Regions from separate parts of the Mus musculus genome. Here region 1 is linked to region 2. Evidence: chromatin contacts called from public Hi-C data. All regions are on one chromosome and are shown on one strand. Each heading gives the region's core, a stretch centred on a gene start, on an enhancer-like site or on the middle of the called end of the contact. The rest is flanking DNA. Distances are from core to core; before and after follow the strand shown. Region 1 overlaps Fam149a (family with sequence similarity 149, member A). Region 2 overlaps Gm30504 (a long non-coding RNA gene).

The links. Hi-C and Micro-C count contacts between places; a contact is called where the count stands out from the background.
Region 1: a contact with region 2 is called in a Hi-C map of liver, with 3 times the contacts expected there. The contact joins two enhancer-like sites. A contact is called at or near these places in 1 of 39 promoter capture datasets (epiblast stem cells), 4 of 484 Hi-C or Micro-C datasets (the AtT-20 cell line, brown adipocytes, embryonic stem cells and 1 more) and 2 of 115 datasets of contacts at active chromatin or transcription factors (embryonic stem cells and fetal liver).

Annotation. Positions count from the first base shown.
Region 1 is chr8:45,340,160-45,345,628 of GRCm38.p6, forward strand. It overlaps Fam149a (family with sequence similarity 149, member A), which reads right to left. Exons shown (of 14, transcript NM_153535.2): 9 at 4,813-4,925; 10 at 4,299-4,502; 11 at 2,232-2,355; 12 at 997-1,125; 13 at 824-902. Gm30504 (a long non-coding RNA gene) reads left to right here. Exons shown (of 4, transcript XR_870401.2): 4 at 3,515-3,577. Among named protein-coding and RNA genes, the nearest start is that of Cyp4v3, 9.7 kb to the left of the region's middle. Within about 2 kb of position 2,397, at least 9 of the 459 cell types and tissues checked have an H3K27ac peak or open chromatin away from gene starts, as enhancers often do. A contact at or near this core is called in liver, where this site is marked.
Region 2 is chr8:45,238,059-45,243,542 of GRCm38.p6, forward strand. All of the region lies in intron 3 of Gm30504 (a long non-coding RNA gene), which reads left to right. F11 (coagulation factor XI) reads right to left here. Exons shown (of 15, transcript NM_028066.2): 13 at 4,808-4,903; 14 at 4,159-4,298; 15 at 3,110-3,551. The coding sequence ends at 3,390. Among named protein-coding and RNA genes, the nearest start is that of F11, 21 kb to the right of the region's middle. Within about 2 kb of position 1,518, at least 3 of the 459 cell types and tissues checked have an H3K27ac peak or open chromatin away from gene starts, as enhancers often do. A contact at or near this core is called in liver, where this site is marked.

The sequences.
Region 1 (5,469 bases), core at 1,147-3,646, 100 kb after region 2:
GTCCTGTTGGTCAGATGCCCTGACCAGCCCATATCCCCCAAAGCAGTGGGATAACTTCCTCAACTTGCGGGTGGTGGCATCAGGATGGAAATAGAATAGATCTGCACATCACATGCTACGCTCGCTCTGAGGACAGAAATGCGGTACACTTTAAAAATCAAATCATCACTGGTTCCTATCCCCACCAGGACTGTCTTTCGCCTCTAGCGCTCTAGGCCCACCTGCACTGCAACCCAGTGAACAGGTCTCTATTAATTTTCTCAAGCACTGCCTCATTAGATTTTCAGAGAGGATCCAGAATAAGGGCTTCATTTAGAAGAAAGGAAAACAAAATAGGAGGAAGAGACAGTGGCCTCTCTGGAGGCAGCTGCTCCTTTGCTCCTTTGCTTGAGGGGAATGAGGTTTTGATTCATTAAGAGCACTTCTGCCTTTGCCACTCGGCCGTCAGCAGCAGATAGGTGATGGTCTGGCCTAGTATCTGAGCTCAGGCCAACCACGGATCACATGCACTTGGCTGTTCTTCCTGTGTGATCAAAGCAGAGCTTAAAGTCTCACATAGCACCATTGTGAGCTCTCTCTCTCTCTCTCTCTCTCTCTCTCTCTCTCTCTCTCTCTCTCTCTCTCTCTCTCTCCCTCTCTCTCTCTCCCTCTCTCTCTCTCTCTGTGTCCATGTTGCCCCCTGCTAGTCCTCACCCCTCTTCTTTGACACCCTCACTGTGTAGCCCAGGGTGATCCCCATCTTTCCATTCCCCTGCCTCAGCCTCTTGAGGGTCAGGATGGCTGCAGTATGTCACCACACCCAGCTTCTACTATTTGTCTTTACCTGTCAAAATACTTTGACCCGTCCAAGTGTGAGCCACAAACTCCACGGGTGTCAGGGAGCCTTTTCGAGGTGTGTCTGACTGTCAGGAGAAAGAGGAAAAAGAATCAGAGGGATGAATTGTATCGTTTTCAATTCTTATTTAAAACTGAAATCAGAGCTAACACAGCACCTACCCGGAATGTGTGTGTTGTGCTGGGCCTTGAAAGCTGTTCCAATACAATGGTCCTTTCTCGAAGGGGTGACCGTTCGATGCTGTCAGGCATTGCGCTGAACACACGGCTTTGTGGGTGCCTTCCCCTGTACTAAGTGGGAGATAATATGTTCTTCTTAAGAAGAAACACAATTCTTAGGACAACAAAAAGCGACCTATAAATGTTCCAATCATTCATTCATGTAGTCGATCACACACTTAATCAAACATTTTCATTGACACATTGCTAGCTGTGTTAAGGTTTGCTATGGAAACATCTAAACCTGAGTCTGTGTGTTGAGTATGTATTCACATCACTAAATTTAGCAAAACTGTAATACAACAGGGGGTAAATGAGATCCAGAGAAATAAATAGTGCATTTTTGAAGCATCGGACTTGTTCATGTGACAGCTGTCATCATTGATTACTTTGTCCCAGGATTAAACAGCTTAGCTCCATAGGGGCTTGCTTTCTGGAAAGGGTCCTATTGATGTGTGAGAGACAAACATAGTTGGTTTTCTCCCTTTCTGCTTTATGTTCCTATAAGCAGGACCCCTCTGTCCTGCGTATACAAGTTCCCTATATCAGAGTAAGAGAGGGGTCACTGTAAGCCTGGGAGAGGCCTGGATACACACTCTGCCAACAGCACTTTTTCCCAGGCCTACAATTGAATGGCTGAGCTGGGCTGGGGTTCTGCCCTGCTCAAGCACAGAAAAGATTAGCTGTAAAAGATTAGCTATGAAGCAGATATAAAGGACATCATAATTTACTGAGCTCTTAATTTGTGCCAGGCATTTAAAATTTATGAATGTGTCTAATGCTTATAAGGACTCCTGGATAAAGGGATGGCTGTTTCTCTTCTAAAGAAGAAAGGGTCCCTGAAGTAACTTGTCAAATCTCCGGCTCTGTGTGGCCACACTGAAGCGCAGAGCTGCCTGCCTCTTGCCCTTTGAGCTCTTCTGTTTACTAACTACACCAGCCAGTTTCTGGTCTTTCCTTTGCACCTGGACTTTCTAGTTTAGATCAAGCTGAGATTTTACTTCATGAAACAGTGTATCAGCCTTGTAGGCCACTTTATTTCTAGAAGCAGATTAGGAAGGCACGTAGAATACAGCTAACTAGGTCACCCTTACGGAGGACTCACTTTTCTGGATGTGCCAAGATTGTTTTCCCACAGACTACATAAATGGTTACAATTATAACGCAACTGGTCTTACAGAAACAGGGCGGGACCCTGAGGCTGCCGTGTTGGGCTCCCCAGTCTCAGAGCCTATTGGGGGTAACCGGCTCCGGGAGGTTTGCACTGCTGCTGGGGAAGGCAGGTAGTCAATGCCAGTTTGCCTGTAAAGACAACAACATAACAACTGAACACCAGAGTACACAGAAGGGAAGGGCGCAATCTAAGCTTCTGAGTGCAACGGCTTCCAAAACAGTGCTCAGGACAGCAAGCTGCATTGCTGCATGTCAGAAACGAAGCTAGGGCAACGAGCTCCACTCATGCTGACCTAAGTGGTTAGCAGTAATATCAACCTCATATCTCCTGAGTGGCCAGAGATGTTGAGTAGTGTGTAGGAGAGGTGTTCAGGACAGATCCTCCCCTTGGATCTGACAGTGAGAGTGAGATTCGTGCAATGCAGTGGGATTCAGCATACAGCCAGGTGCTGTGAGAGATCCTGAATATTAATATGGAAGATACTAAAGGGCAATGTGGAATTCGTGAGAGACTGTTGTCTGGTGGGAGAACGCTAGCCACCAGGAAGAAACCAAACCTGTTCTCTACATTTTTTTTTTCATCGATTTGATGCTAGGATGTCAAAGTGATGCTTTTGCATCCATCTCTGTCTCATGCTGTGTTTATGGACCAGACGTAAGCTCTCTACCACTGCTCTAGCACCATGCCTGCCTGCCTGCCTGTCTCCTGCCAAGACAATCACGGATTCCAACCCTCTGGAGCCATGAGCCATAATAAATGTTTCCTTTTGTAATTTGCCTTGGTATGACGTCTCTTCATGGCAACGGAAAAGTAACTAAGACAGGTGCTATAGATGCTTTCTGCAAAGTTCAACTGACCAACTGCTGGCAGCAGATCTTGCCCCCAGCTCCTGCCGGGACCTGAGGGCTGCCTCTCTACAGTCTCTGGTTTATCAGTGGAGCCTGTGGCACTTGGTCCAGGAAGTGGACTCCAAGTTGGGGCACCAGCTGGCAGGTCCCAAGTTGAGCTTCCTAGTGCCCTGATGTTTTGTAACAAAGACATTTTCAACTTCTTTCAGCCTGTTTCCTCATTTTAGACTTGGAGGTAACATAAGTTTTTAGTATAGAAAAAACTATATAGTACAGTTTACTTGGATGTTAGATCATTTTAAAAGTCAACAGACAGCTGTTATTAAGATATTTCCTGACAAACAAGCAGGTCAGCAGGATGCTCCTTGCAGCCTCTAATGTTATTTTCTATGTAAAAGCGATTTACTTTCTTTCAAGTTTATGAATGTTTTGCCTGCAGGTATCAAATGCATGCAGTACCCCTAGCCGTCAGAAGAGAGCATCAGATCAAACTGGAGCCATAGTGTAAGTAAGGTGCCCTGTGGATGTTGGGAGTGGATTCCCTGTCCTCTGGAAGAGTAGCCAGTGCTCTGAACCACTGAGCCACCTCTCTAGGCCCTGTATTGTATTGTATTGTATTGTATTGTATTGTATTGTATTGTATTGTATTGTATTGTATCATATCGTATCCTATCGTATTGTATTAAGCATTTTTTATATAACCCAGCTGTAGTTTAATGATGGGGATACTTTGAGCAATGCATCCGCAGGCCATCCTGTCATTGCATAAACACCACACTGTGGACCTACACAAGCAGCTCTGCTGCCAAGAGTCAATGCAATTGCTGTCATACATTTTTGCTCTGCAGTCTATTGGAGCATCATTGTCCAAAGCATGATTGTGCATTGCCTTGCTAAAACCTTTCAATTAAAAAAAGCATTTTGTAATTTAGAAGCACTAATTATCAGTTTTACAGATGGGGCCACTACATTTAATCCAAGCTCACTCCACCTTCAGTTTAACTTTCCGAGTTGCCTAAGCTGAGGTCATTTGCTTCGCTTCCAACAGTGTAGGTAACTGTCTACTACCTACACTGCAGGAGCAAAATCAAACACAGGAACCCATTAGAAAAATCTGGTGTAAAGTCTGATGGAAGGTCCTTTCTCCTGAGCCATTAACCCTAAGAGACAATCACCCCTGGCCTTTCCAGCTGTACACTGCCAAGAACGAAACAAAGACTTACAGTTTGGTTCCTCTCAGAATTTCATCACTGTAGACAGTGGGGGTTTTCAGCCTCTGTGGGTCTGAGGCAATTGAAGGCAGTCTCCTGTGCACTGGTGTCTTCTTGACTGAAGTCTGTGGCCCTCGGGCATCTAGAATTCGGCCAAGTCGGTGCCGGGAAGATGCTCCGACCCCTCCTCCAGGCAGTTTGTCATCTTGGTCATTTCTGGGGAAGGAAAATCACGTTAGTTACTCGTACCTAAGTTTGCTAGAGTAGGAAGCACAATGGCACACAGATTCCACTCTCTTTGGAGAATATGTTGAAGGAACGGACCTCTCTACTGCTGTGTCAGTGAAGAGCAGAGGGGAAAGGGTTAGTAGTCCAATAATGAAGCTCAAAGGATAAAGAACTCACATCTCTGCTCCCGTTTCTTCGTCTCTTCTAACCTAGTACTCAGTAGTGATAACTCTGTGGCTGATAATAAAAGAATCTGTTTTTGTCCTTGCATGCAGGGTAATTCTTCCTTAACACTTACTGTGTTCTATCTGCAGAATAAGTGGGTCTCTGCTGGAGTGGTTTGGCTTGAATCGTCATCACACCGCTCAAGTCACTGTAGAAGTTGCTGGAGAAGCGATGGAGCTGAGGAAACTGAAAGCAGAATGGTACATACCATCACCAAGCGATACCAGAGCTATTCATGGATTTGATACCTGACGGTATCAAATGCATGCAGTACCCATAGCGGCCAGTAGAGGGAGACAGCTCAAACTGGAGCTGTAGTGTAAGTAAGGTGCCCTTACCAGCAGGCAGCAAAGGACAGAATCTTAGCTAGTGAGAGGAGCTAGTGTAACAACGTAGCAGTTTAAAAATAAAGCCATAGTCCTCTACTGTAGGTGTGTTGGGGGCCTCATATCAGCTGGTGTATGCTACCTGGTCTATGTTCATTCAGAGATGATGCACCTAACCCTCAAGAGACTGGAGGCCCCAGGGAGTTTAGAGGTCAGGTGGGGTGGGAGGTGGGGAGGAGGTATGGGATGTGGAACAGTCGGAGGCTGAACGGGTGGGGGTGGGGGGACAGGGAATAAAATATGGAGTGTAAAAAAAGTAAATTAATTAATTTAAAAAAAAAACAGTACTAGAAGCCGTTTTAAACTGTCTGGGGGTTTAGTTGTGAGAACTTAGTCATTTTATA
Region 2 (5,484 bases), core at 268-2,767:
CAGAGCCTCGGTAGGAGGAAGATGGCAGATGGCAGTATTTTTGATGGCACTCCTACTGTGTTCTAGAGGTGTCTGGGGAGGGCAGCTCGGTGCTACTTAGTAAAGAAAAGTGGAAGCCAGGGCTGGGGATTCAGGAAAGTACGATATAAAAAGGCTGCTCGCTAGGGAGTAGATATGTACAATTATATTGCTAAGGGGTAGATATTTACAACAATTATATTGTATTTGAAAAGTCAAGTACCTTGGAATTGAAGCAGTTTGATTTAATAGCTCCTGATATTACATTCACAGAGAATTTGTTTCAACCTGCAGATTATGTTCTGTCCACCTGCTTGGATTTTTGATGGCAATGGAGAAGTATAAAGGCACCATCTAGTGGCCAAATAACGAAGTATTTACAAACTGAACGATAGGCCTCTGCTTGGTGGCCTCTCATGGTGGCAGGATGCTCTGGAAACTTCAGGAGGTGGGAAACACCTGGAGGAAGTAGTTCATGTCTTCCTGTCCTGCCATCTGGTTCCAGGCCACCAGGCCCCAGTGTTGGGGGTCAAGTTACAGGAGACTGGACTTAGAAGCCTCTCTGAAGTTCTTCCGTTGGGTGAGTCTTAGGGACCAGAGAAACAGCTAATGCATAGTTTGAAACAATAACATTCTACAGGCCAAGGCAGAAAAATACTTCGGTGGAATCCATTGTTGTGTAACAGACAGAGGAAGCTTGTCTGTGGGACTCAGAGCTAGCTCCAGGAGAGAGAAGATTAAGTGAGAAAAGTGCCAGAAAGTATACAGATTCGCAGCTTGTTGGTGTGGAGATGTGAATCTGCTCAGCGTAATTTCTTATTCCTTATAGCTCATAGCATTTTCTAGGTACTAGATATTCAGAATTAAGATGTTGCACTTGTTCTGAAAAAAAATTAAGACGAAAACATTCCTTAAATACTTCTCAGAGAAGACAGCAATGCCTCCTCAATTTCCTATGTGAAATGTAATAAATAGGTTATAAAAGATTTCCTATGTGAAATGTAATAAATAGGTTATAAAAGGCGCTGCTTGTTCATGGGTTGTGAAGTTGTGACCCCATTTGATGTCAATTCTGTCTTACTCTAGAAGCATTTTGAATCCAGCCTGCTCGTGCCATTTCAGTGACATCGATCTCTGGCTTTTGCTTGTTTGCTGTCTTTGCTTTGTCTTGCTTGGGGCCACTTCCTTTCCATGCCACTCTCTTAGCTTCTGCTAACTCTTCTTCGTTGTCATTTCTTAGAACCCTTTGTGTCATGGTCATCTTTGTTTGAAAGTATAGATTTTGTGCAGCTCCTCTCTTCGGTTCGTACTAAATCAACAGAAAACCTTATGAAACCTTCATAATTTATTGGCTGGCGCTTCAGTTCCCCAAGCTCAACAAGACACTCTGACATAATTGGGCACAATAAATACTTTTCATTTGGACAACTTGTATAGTTATCAACGCTGACTGAAAAGTACGGGGACAAAGTCCAAATACTACATTATTGCCCCATGTGAGGACAAAAGTCAGGTACTCAGAATACAGAGAACTGTTTGAGGAGGCTGCAGCCTCTATTGAAACCACATTTGCTCCCAAATTATCCACCCCCCCCCCCCCCCCCGTAGTATGTACGATTTCAACACACATTTCCGTCCAGCACATTCATTACTCAGCTTTGTAAACTCCCACTCACTGGCAGATCTTGGTAGGTTTTGGCTTGTCTTCCTTATCTCCATCCACCTGTACTTTCCCCTAACACTGCAAAAAGAGTGCAGGCTACGCTGAGATACTTTCCGAGGCAAGCAAATCAGTACGGTGTGTCTTCAAGGGACCACTTCCTGGAAAATTGCTCCTCCTATACTCGGCCCATGTGGAAATTAGGAAGTGTGCACTTAACACCTGCAATGGTGCTTGTCCAAGCCAGTTTGGGAAAATGCAGAGAGAAGACTGACAAGGCCACTGGAGAGCTCAGTCAGTAATGATGCTTGCCAGGCAACCCCGAGGACTCAGATTTGATTCCCAGCATCTGTAGGAAATCGGAACAGCTGGCTTGTGACGTGGCTAAGAAGGTACAGACATTTGTCACCAAATCTGAACACCTAATGTCCATCCCTGGACCTTACATGATGGAAGGAGAGCATTGACTCCTGAAGATGGTCCACTGCCCTGCACACACACTATGACTTGCACATGCGCACGTGCACACCCAAAGAGAGAGTGGGAGGGAGAGAAGGAGGAAGGAGAGAGAGCGAGACAGAGACAGAGACAGAGACAGAGACAGAGACAGAGACAAAGACAGAGAGAGGTTTAAATTAAGCACCATGGCATGTCTTCTTAATTTCAGTTTGGGGAGGTAGAGACAGAATGGTCCCTGGACTTGCTAGATAGCTAGCTTAGCCCAAGTCTCCAATCCCAGTAAGACACTCTGTCTTTGAAAAGCTAGGGTAGATGGCACATGAGAAATAATGCAAGGTTGATCGCCCCCACCAGGTACCTGCACATACCTAAACATGAATGTGCACAGACAGACAGACACACACACACGCGCGCGCGCACACACACACACACACACACAAACAGACTTCTCAAAACCCATCACTGAATTGAGTCAGTCCTTTATACAGGAGGGGGATTCATATAGGCAGAGAAAAAAAAAGATTCTTATAAATGGACATTTTGAGCTCCTGTCTGCATTCCTTCTGGTTTTGATTTTGCACTTAACAACTCTTTATATGGTTTCCTCTGCCTTTCTACCTGATCTCTTGGGGCCAGCTAGGACAGAGGTGTTATCTGGGAAGGAAAGGGAGGTTAGGGAGCAGGATGTCTCTGGAAGAAGTAAATGATTGACAGTATATTCTTGAAGGACCATTCGTGTCCCCAATACATTCCTGTTTCCATTTGCTTCCTGCCTACCATGAACTGAGCAGACTCCTTCTCCACAGCCTCCTATGGATATATGGTTCTGCCTCACCTCAGGCTAAAGCAATGGGGCCAGCCAACCAGATCGTAGGCTGAAACCTGAGGAAAGGTGTGCAAAAGAAATTTTTCCTTTTGTGAACTACTTTAGGTATTTGTCACAGAGACTAAAAAGGCAGACAGCACCCTTACTTGATATTTTCCTTATATATCTGATGTGTTTTTATTTTTAAAATCTCCTTGCTGTATTTGTTTCCTTGAGTAGTAGCTGGATGCAGAAAACAACCAGTGGTTCTCCCAGATCAGGAATTCTGAAAATAATAGTTTTCTTTCTGGGTGTTCTTACGTACATCAAGGCCATTCAATTGGTTACAGTGGAAGAGTCAGTATCCCAGTGTCTTCATCAGAGACGTCAAGCTCATTTCTATGGAATAATCTTCCAGGGCCACAAAGTGATACCAGTTGAACTCTTTCAGACTGTTTGAGTTTTCTCCAGAATCCAGTCCACGTACTTGGCCACGTTCGTGTAGACCCCCGGTCTCTCCTTCTGACCACAGCCTTCACCCCAGCTTGTGATGCCCACCAAGTGCCAGACCCCATTGTATTTGCAGGACAGGGGCCCTCCAGAATCTCCCTGTCAAAGGGGGAGAAAAAGAAGACACATGCCGGGATCATGGTAGGCATTTCCTGAGTTAAGTAAGTATTGCTCACAGCAATTTTACATAATATTCTGGCCCTCTCACAAGCATCCAAACATCCAATTGTTCTCCTTTATCCAGCTTTCCTTCCTCCTGTAGAGTTTAGTTTACCTAAAATAAACCCACCAAGTGATCTGCTTGCGATGGCTAATCTGAGTTGTCAACCTCACACACCTGGGAAGAGGGAACACAGCTGAGGCACCTCTGCCATCAGCCTGGACTGTGGGGAACTTTCTCCACTGCTAATTGTTAACCACATTGTCACAAAAGAAAAGTAGGGAACACAAGACTAAACAGAAGCCAGGAAGTAGCACTCCTCCACCGTCTCTACTGCAGTTCCTGCCTACCTTGACTTTCCGCTATGGTGGACTGTGTAACCTGTAAGCTTGATAAACCCTTTCCTTCCCTGAGTTGTGTTTGGTCAGTGTTTTATCACAGCAACAGGAAGCACACTCGGACACTGCTCAATGGTACAGTGGTTTGTACAAATGCATTAAGCTCTCACTTCAATCTGGCATGACTGATTGCTTGAGACTGCCTTACCTTGCACGTATCCTTCCCTCCTTCTTTGTAGCCTGCACAGATCATCTTATTGGTTATTTTGTGTCTTCTGTATCTTGTCTGACATTCTTCATTTGACACCAATGGAACCTTGGCTTTCTGAAGAGTACTTTGTACTTCACCTGAAAAGGGTCATATTAGTGTTTTAGAGGAATAATTACTATAGGTTTATATACAATTATATTTAAAAGCCAAAATTGTACATACAAATCCTGGGGGGGGGTGGTATTACTAAGCTTGATTCATAAGTAATTTTTGTAAGTATGGAGTATAAAGAAGACATTGTTTCTACTATTGTGTACATAATTTCATTAATGTTATTAAGTTCAAAATTAACTGACACTAAGTAGAATTTCTTTTCAGACAAAATAATTAGAAACCAGGCTAGAACTTTTACATAGAGTGTTAGGTCCCAAACTAAAAGTCTCCAGTTAAAATGGTCTTTAGAGGGGTTTAATCATATTTAACGTTTCTGATCAGATGTATTGATCTTTGTTATCAGTCTTCCTGTTATTGAGTAGGTGACTTGACTCACGTTTGGGCCATATGACTAGATAGAAAACAGAGGCAATGGTTAAGCTCTGTTCTTTGACTTCAGAATAAAGCAGAGATAGAAGGCATGGTTTGTTACCTCTTAGTGCTGTGTACCCCCATCCAGTCACCCAGCATTCTGTGTGCACTGCGTTTCTATCTCCTTTGGAAGGCAGGCATATTGGCCGCTGAAAATCTAATTTTGAAAATCACAGTTTAGTCATCAGAGGCCACTACGGTTTGGATCTGAGGTGTCTCCCCAAAGGCCCATGTTCAAAGACTCCATCCCAGCCTGTGACACTACTTAGAGATAATGGAGAATGTGTGTGTGTGTGTGTGTGTGTGTGTGTGTGTGTGTGTGTGTTGGGGGGGAAGGTGTAGGAAGGAAGTGACGTCATTGAGGGTGGGCCTTTGAAGGGGCTATCAGGAGCCCCGTCCCTTCATTAATGCTTCCCAGCATCCAGGAGGTGAAAATTTGCTCCTCTGCACATTTCTTACCAAGGGCTACAAAGCAGTGGACCCCCCCCCCCCACACACACACACACAACTGCAGGCTGAAGCCTCTGACATCAAGAGAGCCCATATCACCTTTCTTTCTTACAGGGTGGTTACATCAGGCATTTTGTCACAGTAGCGAAAAGCTGACCGAAGCAGAAAGAAAGCCAATCATTTGTCCCAGAAAGGGGTGTTATCTCACCTGACATTAATCATGCTCTCTTTCTTTATGATATTCGTTATCTTTTTCTCATGTGTTTCATGTCATGTGTTCAGTGGCAC